Linked DNA regions of Anas platyrhynchos: region 2 is linked to region 1. The links are chromatin contacts, called in public Hi-C maps. All regions are on one chromosome and are shown on one strand. The core of a region is the stretch at or near the end of the contact, and the rest is flanking DNA. Distances in the headings are between cores, read along the strand shown. Region 1 overlaps NAV2 (neuron navigator 2). Region 2 overlaps NAV2 (neuron navigator 2).

Region 1 (3,938 bases), core at 1,273-3,772:
GATTTTAAAGCCTAAATCCTCTGAACCAGTTTCAACATAGTTTACTATCAATTCAGGAATCACGACTCCCCTAATAGCCTTTCACGTAAGTCAGAACTTCGACTTTGCTAAGCTGACTTCCTCATTAGCTGTGCTAATTATCCATTTACCAAATAAAGCTACTATTCTGCAATGTCAAAAGAATATAAAAAGCTAGTTCTAGTAAGACAGAAAGCAGTTCAAATAAGCGCTCTGCTCAGATGGGGAAAGAAGATGCAATAAGCCTCCTAATGGCTCTTGGTGGCGTTTAAGTGTTATAACCGTAAGGACTGCGTGTTGCCCAGTAATTGTACCAAGAGGAAACCTTATCATCAAAATCATGCTGTTTCAAGTGCAGTGGCCAGTATAATAAGTGACCCACTGCAACTCAAAGCATACAGAAAAAAAAAAAAAAGGAAAAAAAAAAAAGAGTTAACCACAGTGGCAAAGGTCAGAAAAGACTACAGCTAACATTCAGTCAGGGTACCAGGAGAACAAGTTCTTGCTCAGCTGCTCTGGCCTTCCAGCTAGCCACACATTGCCTGCAGCACCAACCAATTCTGCTGCAGAGAGCTTAGGAGGAAATGGTTTCTCTTAACTACTGCTACCAACAGCAAATTTCATTAGCAGCAAAATGCATCGTCCTTTCTTCTAAAACCTTAAACCCAAGCAAAGATCTGTTATGCCACACGAGCTTGGCACATGGAAAAGATGTTATCACCATTTGACTGATACATAATATAATATCAAGCAACTGAGGCACAAGAATCCTGAAAATGTCCAACACATTATTCAACATTTGGTGAAATAAATCCTCAATTTCCGCTCTTCATATTGAACTCTTTGTTGCTTCCTAATGGATACAACTACTAAAATTCAGCTTCTGAATTTTACAGAACTGTTTCAATGATGATTTTGGCTCATGTCAGTCTAGAGCAGACAGGCCTCTGAACCACCAAGATGATTTCTAGCTCAGCTTTTGTGAGATAAAGCCACCCTACAGTGGCCTGCTCTCCCTTTTAATTTCCCTTCATCTATATTCCATGTTCATTTGCTTGTAGTGCTTGCAGAAAGATCCCTATGGAGCATAAAGGCTTGAATAAACAAGAAGGAATGAAAATCCCATGAGCATCATGCACACAAACACATTATGCGGTTGTGGAAACAGGGGTCTGTAATGGGAACGTATCAGCCTCAAAGCATCAAACAAATGGGGAGATTAGTGAAATGGTGAAAAGGCTGGGCTACAATGTTCTCTCACCCACAACAGCAGCTGCACCTGAGGGAGGTCAGGGCAAGGAGAATTTCATAGGGCCCCTTAGCATCGTGTGCAGGCTGAGCCCTTCTGTCCTCAGCTAATAGCTGAAGGAACAGTTCACTGCTAGCCTTAATAAGTGAGGTATCAGAGCTGCTAAGTAACATTTCTAAACGCAACACACTCAGAAGAGTTATTTTAAATGGTCTGTGCACCAGCCTTAGCAGCTGAATCAGACAAACCTAATGTTTCTATTTTTCAGAAAACTGAACCAGACTTGAGGCCTCCCTCATCCTCCAGACTGCAGCTTCGTACCACGTACCTCCAACGTGCTGTCAGCAGCAGCTCTTTTGCCCCTCAAGGCAACAGCGAGGCCTTCCCCAAGGCAGATGCTGCCTCCAGGTACGTGTGCAGGACTGCTCACATCCCCTCTGCCTCCAAGTGCGGGCCCTAGGGTACTTGAGCTGTAAAACTAACACATCTATGTTTTTCTGGAAACGACGTTTCCATACAAAATTGTTTTGACAAGCGCTGTTTGCCAACCACAAGCCATTTCCTGAGAAAACGTGTGAAAAGCAATAATCAATATATCCACTCTGTTAATACTGCAGAGAAATCTGCACTTTAGGGTAAAGAAAGCAAGGTCAGAGGATTAATTAAATTAAAAGAAAACAATTTTAAAAGGCGTTTCTGACCAACAGCTCTGTTGTTCCATTCCAAGGACAGATAAAAAGGAAACAAACCCTGTATCTCATTAGAGACAACAGAGGGGAAAAAAGACAGAACACATATTGAAGTAGCTACTGGGAGATTGCAGTGGACAAAACCTTCTGAACCAACCCCCCAGAAAGGACTGAGTTAAACTCTCCACCTGGAATGAGTGTTTAACTGTCTGAAGTGGGCAGGTGAAACAGTCCTGGGCTTTGTGCTTTCCCTTTCTGATGAGGCTAGGGAGCCCCGAGATCAGCCTGCTGCAGAACCAAGCAAGGTGCGTGCTTACTTCCCTCCTTGCACAAATGCTAGTCCTGTTGCTTTGCCATTCTGTCCATATTTTAGCTTCTAAATTAAGACCGCGTCTCACCTTTGATCCACCACCTAAAGACCTTCTTAGTTTTAAGAGAGATTTTCTGCCTGTTTGGAAAAGATACTCTTTCGAACCCTATGAAATCAACCCTAATGTATGCCAGAGCTCTGCTTGAGCAGACTTACTAAAGGAGGCCAAATGAAACTTCCCATGACCCAGTACATTTCAGAGAAAGCATCAGGATTATAGGGCTAAAATAGTTTATCTTGGCTATTGGATTTATTTTGGCTGTAACAAATATTTTGGCTTCCTTCCCTATCAGTTTGCCAATGAAAACACAGATCCAAGGTTTTCAGACTACAGCACTGAAGCAATTCTGAAAATGACAAAGTGAAACATATACCAGCTAATAAAGAGCTATTCATGATATAAATGCCCTCTTGTGCTGTTTTCTGCATACTGTAACTCAGCTTCTGAAAATATTGGACATGTTTGCCCTAACACTGATCTCAGAGATTCATTCCACAGCAAGTCACACTGATGCTTTCTTCACGAGCAGCCTCTCTGATTTTGAAGTGGTGTATTTTTCCTCTCCCACAAAGACACAGTGCTACCCTATTTTTATTACCATGGATAACCTGAAGATAACTCATGGAACAGGCTACCAAAACATCTGTTTATACCGCATAATTCAGCATTATTAGGTGTCAGTGAGATTCACCACAGGTAACGCCCTCACCTTTTAGACAGAAAGTTTATCTCTCTCAATTGATTTGGGGATTATATCCAACGCTGTTATTGCAATTCAATCCTGCAGTAGTCCCTTGTCAAGAAACGTGCACATACGATTACTCTCCACAGACAATCTAACCCCAGCGTTTTGAGGCTGCTTTTAGGAATGCTCCCTATAAATGCTCACCAGTGCAACAATGAGAAGCTCTCCAAACTGCCCAAACTTCAAGCACTACTGACAATCTGAAAATGAAGCTGAGTCTTTCTGACTATGGATTGACCTGTAATACAGATTTTGCCCTTGGAACTTAGTCAGTGATTACAATAACGGTCTATAAATAAATAAACTAACCCACATTATCTAGCAGCATAGGCTTTTGCAGCTGAAGGCAACAGCTATTGAAAAGAAAAATGTATTTGTACACACAGCCATTCTTGTCCTGAGAACTTGACATTGAGATTATTGTTTATCAATCTGTGGCTAGTTGTATAGGTCAAAAGTGGAAAATTATCTACCCTCTTCAAAAACTAGTGGGAAATGAAGTACTCTGATTCATATTCTTTCTCTATCAGTTAAAGATGTTCTAATGTTTAAAGCAAGGGGTGAGTTGCTTTTGAGCATGACTGTTCTGCTAAATGTTATATTCACCAACTGTTGGCATTTAACGCTCTGCTTTGATACATTGCTTCAGTGACAGAGGTACTAACTGGCAGAAACATTTTATTACGTTATGAGTCCCTTATAACCTGAATCTAAATCATTCTTGTATTTGCAGACTTTGTAGACTTCCATTTTATACTCTACAGAATGACCAAGTAGTCACAGAAAAGGAAATGATAGACAGAGACGAGTGAAGCCGCAGATTTCTCTGGAAATATCATTCATAACAGCTTTCTTATTATTCCCTT
Region 2 (4,357 bases), core at 186-2,685, 94 kb before region 1:
TAATGACAACATTTTAATTATTTTTGAGGGCAAGTGATTTGGAAGAGGCTAACCACCTCCTTTGAGGCTGCAATGCCCTTTTGTGGGTACCGTTTAATGAAAGGGAGATGCGAAAATAACCTCAATTTGGACAGGTGTTTTCTTTCTTTCTTTATTCTTCTCTTTTTTTTTTTTTTAAAAAAAAAAAAAAAAAAAAAAAAAAAAAAACTTGAATAAAAGTAAATACAGGAAAGAGGCTGTTAACGTTCACATCCAGGCTGCAACAGGAGACAGCTTATCTGTTTGCTGTTGCTGTGAAACTGCAGTCAAAAGAATGCACAGGAGGAAATGTAATGCCTGTTATCAAGCAATAGTGATGGATGGATGTCAAAGCATAAGTTTTTGAAGCCAAGGGAATTTCTTTGTACTCAACCAAGAAAATGCACCAACAGAATTTGACTGCATTCTTATTTCAAGTAAGTGTGCTCTATTTCCAAAACTTTTCTTGTGTTACTGAATCTATACATATCTTTCTCGTTACGTTCAGCTGTTTGCCTTAATTAGCTAATAAATTCCTTTTAATGTCCCATGACTTTCAAAAGCATAAATAAAACTTTAAGTGACTTCAAACTTCTGCTTTATAATTTTCTGGCCTAAGCATCCTTCCGCAACTGGAGTTCATTACCGGCGCTTTGTCACTTGAATTCAGAGACCTCTCTTTCCTGTACAATGCACATGGGGAAAAAGCAGCGGTATAACAAAGAAATTTGTCATCTCTTTCATGGATTTAAGGCTATCTTGTTTTCTTCATCAGTGTTTCTTCCTCCCCACATTCCCATCCTATTATCCTGCCCATTGCCAAACAGGAATAGTTAGGGCAAACTTGAGGTTTCCAGTGCTGTTCCTCACATTGCCATAAATCACTGAACGTTCTTGCAGCATGCAAACTAATTCTTCCAGTGCAAACAGGCCCCCAAAATGCTGCATCCAAACAGAATGCAAGAGACCGACTTCATCTGGATGCATGTTTAATTAATCCAAATCTGCTCTTCCTGCATGGCAGCAGAGGGTTTCCACAGATATATACCAGGCAAGCGTGTATGAATGGCATTTCGTCAGAGACTCCTAAGCAATATTAGGATAAAAACAGCTTTCATTATAAGTGATGTCACGTAGTTACCAGCCTAAACCTTTCTCTGAAAATTTGGCTGCGTTAATTTGCACATGCTAAACAAAGTCTTTTATCTGTTCTATTAGAGCCTTCCTGTAAGAGTTACATGAAGCTTATATTCCGGTGAAACTCAGACATGAATGCAGACTTACTAATAGATGGCAGTCAAATGCCATACGGAAATCACAAGGTACTGAACACTTTCTGGAACAGCACTAAAGCAGGCAGAGCACAGAGCAGGCGTGCCCAGCAGGTGGTGCTAGGCAGTCTTACACATGGCTTTATGCTACAAAAAAAACTTGTCTGCGTCCTTGAGCTGTATTGCATTATTTTCCCAACATAATGTCTTCAAGCTGTGGTAAGCCAGATCGCATATTTTAGTCTTGTTCTCAAATCTACGGCAAGTCGTGATGGCAGAGAATTTTATATTTTCCACACGTCCGTGCTGCCTAGAAGGTCTGTGTGGTTCCTAGATCATTTCTGAAAATTAGGATGTCAAATCCCCATTGCAGGATACAAAATCATGATGTATCTTCAGCAGATGAAAGATCGAATTACCAGCTTACCATTCCCATCCACAGCAACCAGTCCTGCCCCTTTCATATGAATGCTTTCTAGACATAGAAGGTGCAATTAAGGAGTAAGAACCTAACAGGTTGGTCCACAAAGCACCACACAGAAACCACTGGAGTACGAGTGATGGCATCAGGAAGCCACAGAGACTTTAGACCTTCTTTTTGTTGGTGCTCCATTCCATATCAATATACCGAGCAGGAAGAACAATGGGTTTTTAAAACCCTGTAAATTTCAAATCCCTGTTTTGAAGAACCAAAAACTCAGCGGCTCCAATGGGAGCAATTATTCTAAGGATCCTTTTGGCTCTCTTGTTTTTGACCCAAAATAGTCCTCTAAATGAGAAACAGAAACATAAAAATAGTTCAGTTTAGATCCAGAGAGATCAGAGTGAAATCAGCAGTCCACCCTTTCTTTCTGGCAGGCAATTTCAGATGGGAAGATGTGTTCTCAAAGGAGCCTTTGTGGGTGTGGGGACAGAAAACAGCCAAAAATGAAATACACATTTCTAGTATTAGCTTGTTAATTAGTACAACTCTGGCTGCAATTTGAGTACTCATGTTTTATTCTCATCAACAGACTCAACAAAAGAGAATTCTAAAGCAAACGAGGAAATTATTTAAAACGAAATGAATTAGTGGAATATGGGGAAATTGGATTGGAGCAGATACAGAATCTAAAGCAAAAAGTGAGAAACTGGAATGCTTACACTTCAAATGCAATCCATTCAAATAACATAAAGATGCAGATAACAGGCAAAACGAGGAAGCAAAACCAGGGTTTTATCAATTGTTATGCTTTCTCATCCTTTCTGTTATTAATGTTTCAATGCTTTCCATACCTCCTGATCAGCTGATAAAAGACATTCAAAACACAATAGAACATGCTCGAGCATCCCATTTCAGGAGGAAACAAGAACCCTGTCTTCTCACTTGTTTTAGGTCAAAAAGATTATTAGCTCCCTTTACCTTCCTTTGTGGGGACCCTATACAGGAATTATGTAAAATAGTTCTTCTCTTCTGTTCTATTTCTACCTCTGTTTCTCCTTGTGCAATCTGAAAACCTGACATCTAAGTACCTACCACAATCATCTCAAGGAAAATGAAGTCTCCAGGTACTGTCAGAATTCAAATGGTAAACACAGTTTGTACAGATTCTTACTAAAACTAGTTGTACAATTCATGTATTTAGTAGTTATTAGGAGCCACTAGTAAAAACTGAAATTTCTATGACAAGGCTGTTTTTTCGCACTCTCTCTGTTAACATCTATAAACCTCTACTGTCGAGATAGTAAATGAAACTCCAGGTGTTTCTTAAGTGGACAAGCTTTTTTTTTTTCTCTCTTTTTTTTTTTTTTTTCCTTTTAAGCACATTTTCAAACTTGTGTGTCTTCTCCTCATTATTGTTTCATTTTCTGCAGAGTACTCCCATCCAAACAAGAGCTGAACCTCAAATACAGAAACTGTATTGAATAGAAAAGAAATAGTATTTTTCAAAAGAAAACTTTCACACTTTTCTAACAGATCTTCCTGACAAGTCGTCCCCATGAATACTGTAAAGGTGACCCCTAAGCAGCCCCAGAATGGAGAAAACTGTTATTCACAAACCCCAAATTACTATTCTGTGCCATGACTGCTTCTCTCAAGGAGCTTGTAACTTCTTGGGAGTTCTTTCATGTTTCAGAAAGATTTTGGGCTCAGAGACATACATGGTAGAGAACCTATTATTTCTGTAGTAAAATTTCCTAACTATTAATTACTCTTACTAATAACAAACTGTGTCTTGCTCATAGTTTGAATTTTTCTAGTGCAAACTTGTCAAACAGCCAGTAAATGTTCTTCCCCCACTTAAACAGAAGGCTTCCAAAGATCAAAACTGTTTCATCTTCCTATTAAATAAACTGAATAGTTTGAACTTCTCATTTCACTGTAAAATGCTTTCTGTATCTTAAATTATAACTATTGCCTTTTTCTGAACCCTTTTAACTTTTAAATCTTTTTTTTTTTTAAACATAGAGAAGTACTTCCCTCTTCCTACTTCTATGAGCTTTTAAGTTATACCCCTAAAATGGCATTTGTCCTCTTACCAAAACACAAGCTTCTGATACATCACCATAATTTACTATTCTCCACTTATCTTCAGCCCTTTTCAACTTTCCAGACTCTCACTGTCATCCACCTTTTTATTTCTCTACATGTGATCTTGCATTTAGCTCTACTGCAAAACAAGTAATTTTTAAATGAGCAGATTTTGCAGATGCTGCAAGGGGAAAGCTTCAGGTTCCATCTGCCCTAATCCTCACATTATCAAAATACAGGGATTTTTCTCACAGAGAGCTCTTTATCAAAAATAACTAATGTATGCAACACCCAGAATTTACTCGTATTTTACTCATTGATTATGCTATCTCCCAAAACACCTTTTACATTATGTGCTGCTGTTCTTACCCTGTGAACAGAGAACTGAAGAATCTAAATTTTTTTTTTCCCATAATTGCATGTCAAGTCAATAGCAAACCTCTGTTAAGCCATTCCTCCTGATCATGCTTTCTAGTCATAGAGATGCTAAGAACTGCATGAATCTAAGAACTGAATGCCTAAAACTATCCAAATTGTTAGACAGTGTGAATCAGAT

Evidence for each region. Hi-C and Micro-C count contacts between places; a contact is called where the count stands out from the background.
Region 2: a Hi-C map of F5 follicle shows a contact between it and region 1, with 3 times the contacts expected there. The contact joins two enhancer-like sites. A contact is called at or near these places in 4 of 8 Hi-C or Micro-C datasets (F5 follicle, liver, skeletal muscle and 1 more).

What each region holds. Positions count from the first base shown.
Region 1 is chr5:54,623,180-54,627,117 of IASCAAS_PekinDuck_T2T, reverse strand. The region is part of intron 14 of NAV2 (neuron navigator 2); the gene reads right to left. Among named protein-coding and RNA genes, the nearest start is that of PRMT3, 110 kb to the left of the region's middle. Within about 2 kb of position 2,522, at least 3 of the 8 cell types and tissues checked have an H3K27ac peak or open chromatin away from gene starts, as enhancers often do.
Region 2 is chr5:54,715,574-54,719,930 of IASCAAS_PekinDuck_T2T, reverse strand. The region is part of intron 40 of NAV2 (neuron navigator 2); the gene reads right to left. Among named protein-coding and RNA genes, the nearest start is that of PRMT3, 13 kb to the left of the region's middle. Within about 2 kb of position 1,435, at least 2 of the 8 cell types and tissues checked have an H3K27ac peak or open chromatin away from gene starts, as enhancers often do.